2 separate regions of the Arabidopsis thaliana genome follow, and region 1 is linked to region 2. The links are chromatin contacts, called in public ChIA-PET maps. All regions are on one chromosome and are shown on one strand. The core of a region is the stretch at or near the end of the contact, and the rest is flanking DNA. Distances in the headings are between cores, read along the strand shown. Region 1 holds the start of AT2G34930 (disease resistance family protein / LRR family protein). Region 2 holds the start of MEE22 (maternal effect embryo arrest 22).

Region 1 (6,562 bases), core at 2,113-4,612, 71 kb before region 2:
TGAGACATAATGGACACGATCTCTGAATCCATGTATGACTGCAAAGTTGTAGTTTTAATGTATATATAAAAGGATCGTTAGAGTTTGATGCAAAGGGTAAGTCATAATAATTAGTAGCAAAGTGACATTACCTGAAGATGGTACTTGTAGAATATATAAGCACCTAAAGAGATACCCGCGATGGCGGTTAGAACCACAATTGTGAACAACCCTCTGCTTCTTGATCCACTTCTTCTCTCTGCACATGTTTACATTGAGATTTTCCTTCTAATAATATCTGAAAATAGTTTTACATCGTTTTCAACATACCGATACAAGTGTCCTCTTCTTTCATGTAGATACTATTGTTAGAACATTTGCATTCATATCCTCCCCAATTGTTCTTGCATTTGCAGCCATCACATTTACAAGCTGATTTCTCTTTGCATTCATCAATGTCTAGTTATTAGGAAGCAATAAAGATTGGTCAGAGACAATGTCAAGGAAACTCTGATGTTACTATGACAAATTGTCGAAACAATTTCACCTTCACATTTTAGACCATCTCCAAGGAAACCTAGAGGGCAACGACATCCTGATGTCTCTGAGTCCTACATCAAACAAATACAAAAGGTAAGAAAAAGTCTCAAACTTCAGCAAAGTGGAAGAAAAAGCAGCAGTCACTTAACTGAACAAGAAGAGAAAGTTAGACCCTTTCTGGTTTCAGACCAGCAGTCTCCATTGTTCATTGAACATCTCGCAGGTCCATAAGCTGTTTCACAAACTTTGTTAAGATCATTGAACAAAAATGTGCAATGAGATATATTAAAAAGAGAAGATTCAAAAACATACGTTTGCAGGAGGTATAACCATCTCCTTTATATTGAACACCATCGACAACCGGGCACTCACATACTCTTCCCCTAAATGTGTCCTGAAAACAATTCATATAATCTAATAAAGAAGATATGATATAGACTGATAAAGTTATTGGTATACCGCTCCTTATCACGAAATACCTTGCAAGCAGTTACATTGGATCTTTTGTCTTGCCAACATCCTCCATTTTCTATAAGACATTCATTGGTCTCTATATCTGTTTTAGAATGGATCAAAAAGAAATTAAGAGTGTTCTTCACAGAATGCGACTATCTTTATCTAGGAAGTTACTTGACCTGAATTCAAACATATTGACGGTTCTGTTCTTTCCTTGAATCCTGAACATATAGCCTTCAGCACCGCGGTTCTCTCCAGTTTACCTGAGCATGGAACAGATTAAGATTCTAAAACCGTCAAACTTTGTGATTATCGGTGAGAAGGACGAGCTTACCGCGATATTGAGCATTGTTGATCATTAATGTAGGAAAGATTGTAACAATGCCACGATTCTCTTGGCCTAACTGTAACTTCAAAATGTCATCAAAGGAAAAATAACAGCTTGATGGACTGTGAATTTGAAGAAACTGCGAACCTGAAAAGCTTCCTCGGCTTTTAGAACTTCATTCTCTACATCAGCATCAGGATCACCAATGCATTTCTTGATCTTCTCAAGAGACAGCCCTGAGGAAAAAGAAAAACCCTGAAACTGTTACAGAAAGAGTTGCTAGCAGATTGTGACATCTCTAGGAAAACAAAAGGACCTTTTTTACCGAGAGATTCCACAATAGTCTCTGCACATTCTCTGCTGTATTTCTTCTCCTTCATAGAACACCTGATGTTAAAATCTGTCACATAGTCCCACCAAACCCAAGAAGTGTTCTTCTCCTTAGCTACTTTATGAACACATAACTGCCTCAGATTCTCATAAACGACGTCTTTCCCATTATATCCATCTTCAAATTCTTGCTTAGTATCAAGAGCACAATACCTCCCTTGGTTTATACACTGAGTCCTACACTGCTTGCTAAGTAGAAGCTCTTTGGGACAAACCCAAGAAATGTAGTGAGGTCTGAACAAAGTATAACCGCCTTTTTCAAGAATCTGAGCCATTCCCTTAAAGTTCTTAATGAAATCTATCTGTTTATCGCAGTGTACACCACATTCATCATTAGTATTAGCCCATAGCTCATACTCAACTCTCTCATCAGGGTTTGGTATAGACTCACTCCAATCCATCTTCAAGATTACCTCCTCACCTCTTTTAAGAGCTTTCTTGAGGCTATCACCGAAAGAGCGAAGGATTAAAGCTGATGGGATCTTGACTTTGTCTATAAAGTCAGGATCTTCATCTTGGGGTGTATCCATTGTTATCAATGGCTCAACAATGTTATCTGCTAAAAGAACAGCCGCTGCGCCGGATTGTTGTCCGTTCCATATCTTCAAAGCAAAGTTACACACTAAAAATGAAAAACATTGTAGAGTCGGTTAACAAAGATACAAACCCTTCAAATCTATCAGAACTAAACTTCAATCACAATGGTAACAAAAAAAGTAGTTTCAAACTTTCAATCATATTCTTGTTGAAAATGTCACTATGAACTCTCGGATTATACCTCCACGATCAATGAGGAGAATTTTGGGATAAGGAGACTTGGTATTGAAGGTTTTGTTGAAAGAGTTGCATCCGTAAGCGTCTTGGCCTGCGTAGACCACAGAGCCGATCATGAAACCGCCGTACTTTGGGAGACCAAAGTTTGCTATGGCCGCGTCGTGCTTAGCTCCCATTTCCCATGAGTTAAGGACCGTCAAGCTGCTTTTCTCCACGAAGAATCTCGATGAAAACCCGTTGACCACCACCATGGTCAACGCTAGAATCAGAGCCAAGACGGTTCCTTTATTGCTCGGAGACATTCTTTTCGACAAAAGAATCTCTTTTTCCCGAGAAAAACTGAGCTGAACCTTAATGTATACGGAAGAGACGACGAGTTGGCAGAGTCAGCGGAGCTACCATGACTCTGCAACTACTGTTTCGAATGTTTCTCTGATGATTATTGTTCTCTAACCAATTATTAACGGAGAGGCAAATTTAAAATTAAAATTTGGGAGGCTTTCAAAAATCCTTAATGGGCCTCATTAGCCCATTAAAAGTCCCAATTTAAAATATTGTAATTGCTATTATAGAAAGAAAGAAAAATGAAGGTCGGTGTTAAATAAAAAAAATGAAAAAATTAACGAGTGGTAGTCAAATACAACCCCACACGAGCCATGTGAGTGAATGATGCTCAAATATCGATTTGCACTAACTTCAATGCGCACCAGCCAAAATAACACGTTTCCATTTTCGTATTTTATACATTGATATAAACCGTGTCGTATTTGTTAAAGATATACACGTATATTTGTATACATATATTCAATTTGTATATGTATATACATACAATGCTGGTCTAATATGTCCGCGTTTGAACATATATATATCTAAACGTCTGAGAAAAGAAACAACACAAACATAGCTTCAAGTATGGACCTCAAGCTAAGGCCTAGCTTCTTCATCTCTTTTCTGATTCTCATTTTACTTCTCAAAAATCTTAATTACGGATCTGCAGCTAGTCCGAAATGCATATCCACCGAGCGGCAAGCTCTTCTCACCTTCAGAGCAGCACTAACTGATCTTTCGAGTAGGCTCTTTTCTTGGTCCGGACCTGACTGCTGCAACTGGCCCGGTGTTCTTTGCGATGCTCGGACCAGCCACGTTGTCAAGATTGATCTCAGAAACCCGAGTCAAGATGTTCGCTCTGATGAGTATAAAAGAGGTTCCTTGCGAGGGAAGATACATCCGTCTTTGACTCAACTCAAGTTCTTGAGCTATCTGGACTTGAGTTCAAATGATTTCAATGAACTAGAGATTCCTGAGTTTATTGGCCAAATTGTTAGTCTAAGGTACCTGAATCTTTCTTCCTCATCGTTTTCCGGCGAAATCCCAACGAGTCTTGGAAATTTGTCGAAGCTGGAGTCTCTTGATCTGTATGCAGAGTCGTTTGGTGACTCTGGTACATTATCATTGCGCGCAAGCAATCTCCGGTGGCTTTCAAGTCTGTCTTCTTCCCTGAAGTATCTCAACATGGGGTATGTAAATCTAAGTGGTGCGGGTGAAACCTGGTTACAGGATTTCAGCAGAATCTCGGCGCTAAAGGAGTTGCATTTGTTCAATAGTGAGCTCAAGAACTTACCTCCCACCTTGTCTTCGTCTGCGGATCTGAAGCTCCTTGAAGTTCTTGATTTGTCTGAAAACTCTCTCAATTCGCCGATACCTAACTGGCTATTTGGTCTTACCAACCTCAGAAAGCTATTCCTCAGATGGGATTTTCTCCAGGGTTCGATTCCTACGGGGTTCAAGAACTTGAAGCTTCTAGAGACACTTGATCTGTCGAATAATCTGGCACTACAAGGCGAGATTCCATCGGTTCTTGGAGACCTTCCTCAACTGAAGTTTCTTGACCTTTCTGCAAACGAACTCAACGGTCAAATCCATGGGTTTCTAGACGCCTTCTCCAGAAACAAAGGAAACAGCTTGGTCTTTCTCGATCTCAGTTCCAACAAGTTAGCTGGGACATTGCCCGAGTCACTTGGATCGTTGAGGAATCTGCAGACTCTGGATCTTTCATCGAATTCCTTCACGGGTTCGGTCCCTTCCTCGATAGGAAACATGGCGTCACTGAAGAAACTTGATCTTTCTAACAATGCCATGAACGGGACAATTGCGGAAAGCTTGGGGCAGCTTGCAGAGCTTGTGGATCTGAACTTGATGGCGAATACATGGGGAGGCGTTCTGCAAAAGTCACATTTCGTGAATCTCAGAAGCTTGAAAAGCATCCGTCTAACAACTGAACCATACAGATCTCTTGTCTTCAAGTTACCATCTACTTGGATTCCTCCTTTCAGACTGGAGTTGATCCAAATCGAGAACTGTCGGATCGGTCTGTTTCCAATGTGGCTCCAAGTACAAACCAAGCTCAACTTTGTCACACTCAGAAACACTGGTATTGAAGATACAATACCGGATAGCTGGTTCTCTGGAATCTCTTCTAAAGTTACTTACCTAATTCTAGCAAACAACAGAATCAAAGGTAGATTACCTCAAAAGCTTGCGTTCCCAAAGTTAAACACCATTGATTTGAGCTCCAACAACTTTGAAGGCACTTTTCCTCTCTGGTCTACAAACGCAACAGAGCTGCGTCTTTACGAGAACAACTTCTCGGGTTCTCTTCCACAAAACATTGACGTCTTGATGCCAAGAATGGAGAAGATCTACCTCTTTAGCAACAGCTTCACAGGCAACATCCCATCGTCTCTATGTGAAGTCTCCGGACTGCAAATTCTGTCACTGAGGAAGAACCATTTCTCTGGTAGTTTTCCAAAATGTTGGCACCGTCAGTTCATGCTTTGGGGAATTGACGTGTCTGAGAATAACTTATCAGGCGAAATACCAGAGTCTCTTGGTATGTTACCTTCTCTCAGCGTCTTGCTTCTGAACCAAAATTCGTTGGAAGGTAAAATCCCAGAGAGTCTTCGGAATTGTTCTGGCCTTACGAACATAGATCTCGGAGGAAACAAGCTGACCGGGAAGCTTCCTTCATGGGTAGGAAAGCTGTCTTCTCTATTCATGCTTCGTCTGCAAAGTAACTCCTTCACTGGTCAAATCCCAGATGATCTCTGCAACGTTCCAAATCTACGCATTCTGGACCTCTCCGGAAACAAAATCTCGGGCCCTATTCCAAAATGCATCAGCAATCTCACAGCCATTGCTCGAGGTACAAACAATGAGGTGTTCCAGAATCTAGTCTTCATTGTGACCAGAGCTCGTGAATACGAAGCCATAGCCAATAGCATAAATCTTTCAGGGAACAACATAAGCGGAGAGATCCCAAGAGAAATCTTAGGCCTCTTGTATCTCCGAATCCTGAATTTATCAAGAAACTCCATGGCAGGAAGCATTCCCGAGAAAATATCAGAACTGAGTCGCTTGGAGACGCTTGATCTATCAAAAAACAAGTTTTCTGGAGCCATACCTCAGAGCTTCGCAGCAATATCTTCTCTGCAAAGGCTGAATCTTTCGTTCAATAAACTGGAGGGGAGCATACCTAAGCTTCTCAAGTTTCAAGATCCATCCATTTACATTGGAAATGAATTACTCTGTGGGAAACCACTTCCTAAAAAATGTCCAAAAGACATTAAATAGCAAAATGTTGTAGTGAATTGAGCATAAGGAAGGTGCTAAGAAGTACCTTACAAGATAATGTACCTGCTCATATACCAATAATAATAAAATTATCAGCTCAATTCAGGAACTTAGCCTCTAAAGACAAATCAATGTAATGAACAATGAAATCTTCAGGTGTCATATCCGAATAAAACTTGGAAGTTTACAATTATAACTACCTGACCAGGTAACTTTAAGTAGTTTAGAACAGAAACATTACTTTCAGCAGCATCACTAGCAAAAACCAAGCAACTAATTTAAATCTTCTGAAGCAAACCTAAATGATTCAGGGTAGAACAAGGACACTGCATACTTGTCAACAACACAAATGCTAATCTAGAGACAGTGAATTTTATAGAAAGAAATGCCCACTTGGCAAAGAGCACAAAACGACTAACATACATACCCTATCTAGGAATATAAAGAGAAAAACCTTCAATTTGT
Region 2 (6,395 bases), core at 657-3,156:
ACTATGGCAGAAACAAACCTTTCCAAGGCCAGCTGTACCTTCAACGTCTGTTGAAAAATACTCATCCAGTAGATTCATGCGATTCGTAAGACTACCGAACTCCAGTTTCAACCGACCTAGCTCTTCGCACTGAAATTCCCTTCGAAACTTTTCAAATTTAGCCACTGTTTGGGAGTGTTTTGCACAATTTCTCTCAAACTTCATCTTTTTTTTCAAAAGCCTCATTTCAGCCTTTTCCAGGTCTCTGACTTTCTGAGGAGAAATAGAGTGAGTCTTGATGGATTTCTGGGAAAGTGAAAGCTCATGCACTTGTTTCTTCAAACCTTCAGCGACTAATTGCGCTTCTTGTAACTGTTGAGTCAGATCATCAGTACGAGATTTCCAGTCCATGGCTGTTTTTTTATTCATCTCAAGGAGCCTTATCTTCTCTTCCAGCTTTTCCGAGTTTTCAGCAAACTTCACTTGGCTACTAGCGGTCTGCGATTCCATTTCTTTCTTGAGCTCTTCATTTCTTGCTCTAACGATTTCAAACTTCTTAGACACATCTTCTGCCAGCTTCATCTGGTCCCTAGCTTTTGCACTCTCCATATCTGCACGTTTTTTCTCTTTCAGTGTCTTCTGTTTTTCAAGCTCAAGCTGCTTTTTTACAGTCTCAAGATTGGAGGTCAAAGTAAGTAAATCAGAACTAGTCTTATGAGCTGAATTTCTTAACACCTCCAACTCCGAAAGATACTTATCAGCTTTCTTTTTCTCTGATTCTGCTTTCTTCCTCTCTGACTCTGTCTTCTGTCTCTCACTAGCAAGAAGATTTTTAACCAGACTTATTTCCCTTTTTACTTCAGGAATATCTTGCTCGATTTCCTCATCTTTTACTATCAGAGCCTTTGCCTTGTTCAGTTCCTTAAAAGCATGTTCCCTCTCTTCTTCAGAACTATCTGCCCTTAATGTTTCTTTCTTAAGGAGATCCCTCAGTTCATTGATCTCCTTTTCTCGACCAGAAGCTTGATCCTGAAGAAGCTTTGTTTCTTCACTTTTTTCTTTAAGGTTCCGCTCCAGTTTTTGTTGCAAAGACACTATCTCAAACTTCAAACGAGATATTTCTTTCTCCAAAGATGCTTTCACAGTTGAACCATTTTCCTTAGTATCTCCGTCAGTCGCCATCTCCCCAAATTCTGTAGGATTCAGCAGATAGACCAGTAAAAAAATCAAAATTAAGATTTGGAACTGTAGTAACAACAACATCTTTCCAACCAAGCCACAAAGCCCAGTTTTAAAGCATACCATAATTCAATCATAATCGCCAAAGAATCATCAATTGGAGAATTAGCTACATCAAATCAAAGGCATAACAATGGATCATGTACCATAAACAAAATTAATCAGTAACAGAAACACAACACATCAAAAGGGAGCGAGCTAATCTCTGCCACAAGGAGTAAAAGGAACTTACTTCTCTCGAGATTGGATTTTTCAGCATTAACATTTTCTATAGCCTTCTGGAGAAGAGTTACTCCTTCTTTAAAAGCATCTCGCCTCTTCTTCATTCCTATGTACTTCCCTTGCCACTGAAATACAATCAAAGGAAGACGAGAATAAGATTTCTTTGAAGAAAAGCACTAAACAACATAAATGGACAAAAATCGAATACATACAGCGAGGCAGCAAGGGTTTCCTGAAGCTAGCTCAGGTGGAGCATTGGTCGTCGCCATTGCCAGGAAAATTATTCCGATTGTGGAATAAAATCTCACATAAATTGAAAATTCATCGCCATGAGAGTGAGGGGGAGAAACTAATAGAGAACGAAAATCAAAAACCCTAAACCCTAATTTTCAGTGAGCAGAAGAAAGAAGGAAGAGTGCAGTCAGTTTGAGAAGAAGGAATCGAGGAGGAGTCAGATTAGACCTCGAGCGATTTGGATTTCCGGGCGGGTCGGTGAGTGAGTGTTGATTTTATTTCTTTACCCAGGCCCAGCCCAATAACGATTTTTTTTAATTTTTAGTTTCTCTTCCCATATTTGGTTGTCTTTTTTAAACTTCGGATATTTATTGCAAAATGTCTGTCAATTCAAGAAATATATATATGGCCAAAGTCAAGACACAGATGTTCATGTTAGTAGATTTTTTATTGCTTTCGCAGAAAAATATTATATTAGGATTGTGAAGTATTGATTTACAAACTACAAAAGACAGTGATCCAAATGAAACCTCAGATTAAACATCTCAAAATTCAGAAGGATGATTAATAACTTAAGATTAAATTAAATGTATTACAAACATCTTTTTAGTTTTTGCCTTTTACTACTATTGCTCTTTTCTGGGGGCTTTTGTGGTGGGAAGTGTCCCAAAGACTATGTCCCATAACGACGAAGTTATACCAAATCCTTTGTCCTGAATCCTGAAGTGATGATTCAAATGGTACTTCTGCAGAATCATAAGAAAAAACATAACAAATAAGCTCTCTTTATGCAATCCGGATACAAAAGAAAAGAAAGTCCCAGGTTTTGAGACTTGACATTGTTTTACCTTGAGATTTTTGGTCACTGGTCTAGTAGGTTGGGCATGGTGAAGGTAATAATGAGTGACATCGTACATCACATATCCGAGCATGCCTCCACCAAACAATGCAGGTGCGGTTGAAGGAGTTGAGATAGCCTTCGCAATGTTCCAGAACTAGGACACAAGAAAAGAAAACGGTTTAGGGTTGGCGCTGAAAACATGTAGAATGGTGGGTTAATGTAGATAAATACCGGAAAGCATAAAATCGCTGTTGCAGTAGGAGGAAAGACGAGCCGAAGGTGGTCCATCGGGTGCTTATGATGGCATCCGTGAATAAGATAGTGTGCAGTGTTTCCCCTGGAGTGGTTTCACAAAATCATTAGCATCTGACCGAAGTCATGTTTCCAGGAATTTGTCTGTTTGAGGAGGATTCATAGGAGAGTACTGTCTCTATGAAATGTAACACAGAGAGAGGGAGAAAGTGACTAACCAGTAACTCTTCGTTTTTATGTGGAAAACGAACCGGTGAAGAACGTATTCAAAAAATGTCCAGATGAATATTCCCATGACAACAATTGGGACGATTTCTGGAAGTGAACATCCCATACTTACTGACCTTGATATGCACCAGACTACAACTGGCAACCAAATGACAGGAACTGCCCACCAAACTGTAAGTGTCAAGAACTGTTTCATTGCAAATACGTCAGAGAATGGAGATCAGAGTCTCATTGACATTGCTTATTATTGATATTGGAAATTGAGAATGAGAAAAGATGAAAATAAAATATATACCTCCCAAAAGTCACTCTGAAAAAACCGAGGGCCTTCCTTGGTCGCGATAGGTTGGTGAACCCATTCCTCATAATCTTCTCCAAGATGACCAACCTGTAAAACATCCAAAGCAATGGCAGGAGGGGTTAAAGAGAGAGCGTTACTTTGATTAGCTCTAAGAAAGAAACGAAGACAATCTTGGGTGACTATGGTCTCAAGGAAAATGTTGACATAAACTATTTAAAACCCTGGGAAACAGTAATTACCTGAAATACAAGGGGCTTTTTAAGATCCACAGTGAATCCCTGAGCAACCATTTTGCAGACCTTTTACTGATTTTGAAAAAAAATGAAACAGACGATCAAGAGAAGAATATGATCCAACTATGTCTATATTGATCAGAAACGCATAGTAACAAACACCAGAGGTCCTTTTCAACAGGTCGTATAGGTAAATTTACAGATCCTCTTCACTATCATAACCAGATTAGAGGCCTGAATCTTAAGCATTACTTCTTAAATGACTAAGAAAACGACAGGGGTCTACTGTTTGGCAAGATAACCAACCTAATTGCTCTTAATATTAATACCAAACTCACTTATCCAATTATATATACTCGATAAATTAGTCCCAAAAATCGAAATTCCTAGCACAAAAAGCAAGTATTAGATGAAAGAAAAATACTAATCATTTAAAAACATAGAATGTATGAACAGAGCTCCCTCTCACTCATTTCCCTCCAGGACCCACCACCAAATATATATACAAGTAAACTACCCAAATAAATCAACTCACAAGTTAACATCAAGGAAACAAAAAAACACACAGTTCCTAATTGAGTTGAGACACATAATCTATTAAAGAGAAAAATGGCTTAACCAAAAGTTCTTTTCAATTGAATCATTCACTATTGTTGCAGTGAGAAACAATGAGGCTCAAAAAATAAATTCACATGTTTTCGAGACACCTTCCTTTCTAGCAACAATTGAGCATTTTTTATTTAGCCTTCAATAACAATGCGTAAACAAAGTTTTAAGATAGTTATGATTCGTTTTTTGAGAGTCAATAACAAAAATTATCCGATCTAAACCACTAAACATCAAATCAATGGAAATCTCAATGTTTCCAGAAAAATGAAATCTATCTAGAGAGGAAAGGAAACAAATACGGATTCAAGAGAATAGATTCGAATAGAAACGAACCTGATGGATCTCAGCGACTCGAGACGGAAGAGAGAATCGCCGAGATTGTGAATGAATCGCCCCGGCCCTGTTTTGGAGGTTTGCGTTGGTGTGTGTGTGAGAATTAGATAGAGAAAACAAGGTCGGTGTAATATATCTTCTAGATGGAATCTGGACCGTTGATTGTGAGAGATGCCTTAGATCTCGGAGGCCAACGAATCGTCAATATATTCAAAAAAAACAACGGCTGTGCCAGGTTGTTGCTCTTTTGGCTCTCTTCATACATTAGCTGTTCATAGCCTCGTCTTGTCACTTGTCGTCGCACTTATAGGATTCCCAATTTTGTACGTTGCCACAAATAAACAACATTACACTATATATATTACAAATTCAACTTATATGGAAAAGAAAAAAAATACTAGGATACTCATACACTGTGTGGACGATTACATTTTAGACTTCGAATTATTGGTCTTCTGCCAACAATGTCAAAAGATTTTATTGACTGCTTTAATCATTTTCCATAGAGCAATGAGAAAGTCAAGGATTAAAGTCGGTCTCTTCTTGAGTAAATATTAAATTCGAAGATTGTGGCAGCTAGATAATAATCATACTTTCGATTTTCTTATTGAGTAAAATAAAATTTGTAAATGATTAATTCATTATGCTTATTTTTAGGATTTTGATGCGGCCTCTTATGATGTAGAATCATTCACTACCAGTACACGTGACCAGTGTCAAGCATAGTGTTTGATTATAATTATTTTATTTGCTTTAGTACTATAGAATGTTTCTTTAATGCTTAAAATCCACGATTAATATAGCTCACTCGACGACGCTGGTGTGATGACAATTGATTAGTCTTTGTCTTTTATGTCTAACTTAGAGATTTGACAACGGAGCTTAAATAGTCAGCATAATGAAACAGAAGATAGAAATGAAAGTAGTAGTGATACGGTTAATCAAATGTTTGGTTAGCACTTTTTCCAGAAAAATGGGTTGGTTCCATTTCACAAATGTAAAAGAAGTAAGATATTGGTTATATCAGCCTGATGTTGAGATAAGCTTTCTTGCATTGGTACACAGAAGAAGGAATGGACGAGATGGAGTTTAATGAAGCAGAGAGTAACATGAACGATCTTGTGGCTGAGTATCAGCAATATCAAGATGCTACAGCTGATGAAGAGGAGTATAAAGAGGAGATGGATGAAGATGCTGACCTCGATGCTTGAGATTTTTAGATCTTTAAATGGAGTTGTTTTCTTTTCGTATCCGCTGGCTTTGATTGCTCTTTTGTCTGTTGTTTTGGGTGTAAAAATTGTAATGAGAAACTAATTTGTATGTGTGTTGGCCCTAATCTTTTCTCGTTTTGGTTTATATATATCTGGTTTGGTCTTATTTAGTTATGGTTATGTGAGCAATCAAAGTAGACCAATTAACCAAAAATAATGTCTATAGTTCACTTACTTAAATTAAGTAAAAATTTGTGTTTGTCACACGACAGAAACATAGAAAACAAAATTTGATGTAATGACGACAATAGTGAAGAAAAAAAAAGATGGAATTAAAGAAATAGGAAAAAGTAAGTGTGAACCCTAAACGTCTCCTATTATTTATCGATTATCGCCGTCTTTCATCAGAATCTGCTCCTTCTCTATTTTTCTTCTCCAAGAAAAAACCATAGCGAAGGAGTAAAAAACGAAGGCCGGAATTATCAGAACGGGACAGTGACAAGGGTTTCCCTGAGCTGACGGACCCTTTCAATTATTCATCCTCGTGAGTTCTCTCACCGTCGTATTTTGTGTCTTTATACTAGTTTTCTCTTGTAAAATCTGTAATCAATGGAGATTTTACTTGGTTACATCGATTCTTATAGCTCTCCTTTCCCTATTTTCGCAGCTGATAGTCTATATAGCTTCAATACTTAACATTTAGTCTAAATTCA

What was found. ChIA-PET counts read pairs in DNA pulled down with a chosen protein or histone mark.
Region 1: an H3K4me3 ChIA-PET map of shoot shows a contact between it and region 2, with 10 read pairs. The contact joins the promoter of AT2G34930 here to the promoter of MEE22 in region 2. A contact is called at or near these places in 2 of 26 Hi-C or Micro-C datasets (root and shoot), 1 of 2 datasets of contacts at active chromatin or transcription factors (shoot) and 2 of 3 other capture datasets (root and shoot).

Annotation. Positions count from the first base shown.
Region 1 is chr2:14,736,704-14,743,265 of TAIR10.1, reverse strand. It overlaps AT2G34930 (disease resistance family protein / LRR family protein), which reads left to right and starts at 3,362. Exons shown (of 1, transcript NM_129046.3): 1 at 3,362-6,200. The coding sequence starts at 3,380. The coding sequence ends at 6,097. It overlaps VSR5 (VACUOLAR SORTING RECEPTOR 5), which reads right to left and starts at 2,918. Exons shown (of 12, transcript NM_129047.4): 1 at 2,472-2,918; 2 at 1,629-2,315; 3 at 1,451-1,539; 4 at 1,310-1,379; 5 at 1,155-1,238; 6 at 999-1,075; 7 at 832-913; 8 at 669-751; 9 at 527-590; 10 at 310-438; 11 at 132-238; 12 at 1-38. The coding sequence starts at 2,769. It also overlaps AT2G00870.
Region 2 is chr2:14,663,967-14,670,361 of TAIR10.1, reverse strand. It overlaps MEE22 (maternal effect embryo arrest 22), which reads right to left and starts at 1,906. Exons shown (of 8, transcript NM_179906.3): 1 at 1,653-1,906; 2 at 1,451-1,565; 3 at 19-1,172. The coding sequence starts at 1,709. It overlaps FAH1 (ferulic acid 5-hydroxylase 1), which reads right to left and starts at 4,695. Exons shown (of 7, transcript NM_129030.2): 1 at 4,472-4,695; 2 at 3,536-3,601; 3 at 3,291-3,383; 4 at 2,986-3,182; 5 at 2,747-2,852; 6 at 2,523-2,669; 7 at 2,112-2,420. The coding sequence starts at 3,586. The coding sequence ends at 2,301. AT2G08680 (a long non-coding RNA gene) reads left to right here and starts at 2,791. Exons shown (of 1, transcript NR_140388.1): 1 at 2,791-3,007. It overlaps AT2G34750 (RNA polymerase I specific transcription initiation factor RRN3 protein), which reads left to right and starts at 5,958. Exons shown (of 16, transcript NM_179905.4): 1 at 5,958-6,226. It also overlaps the pseudogene AT2G34760.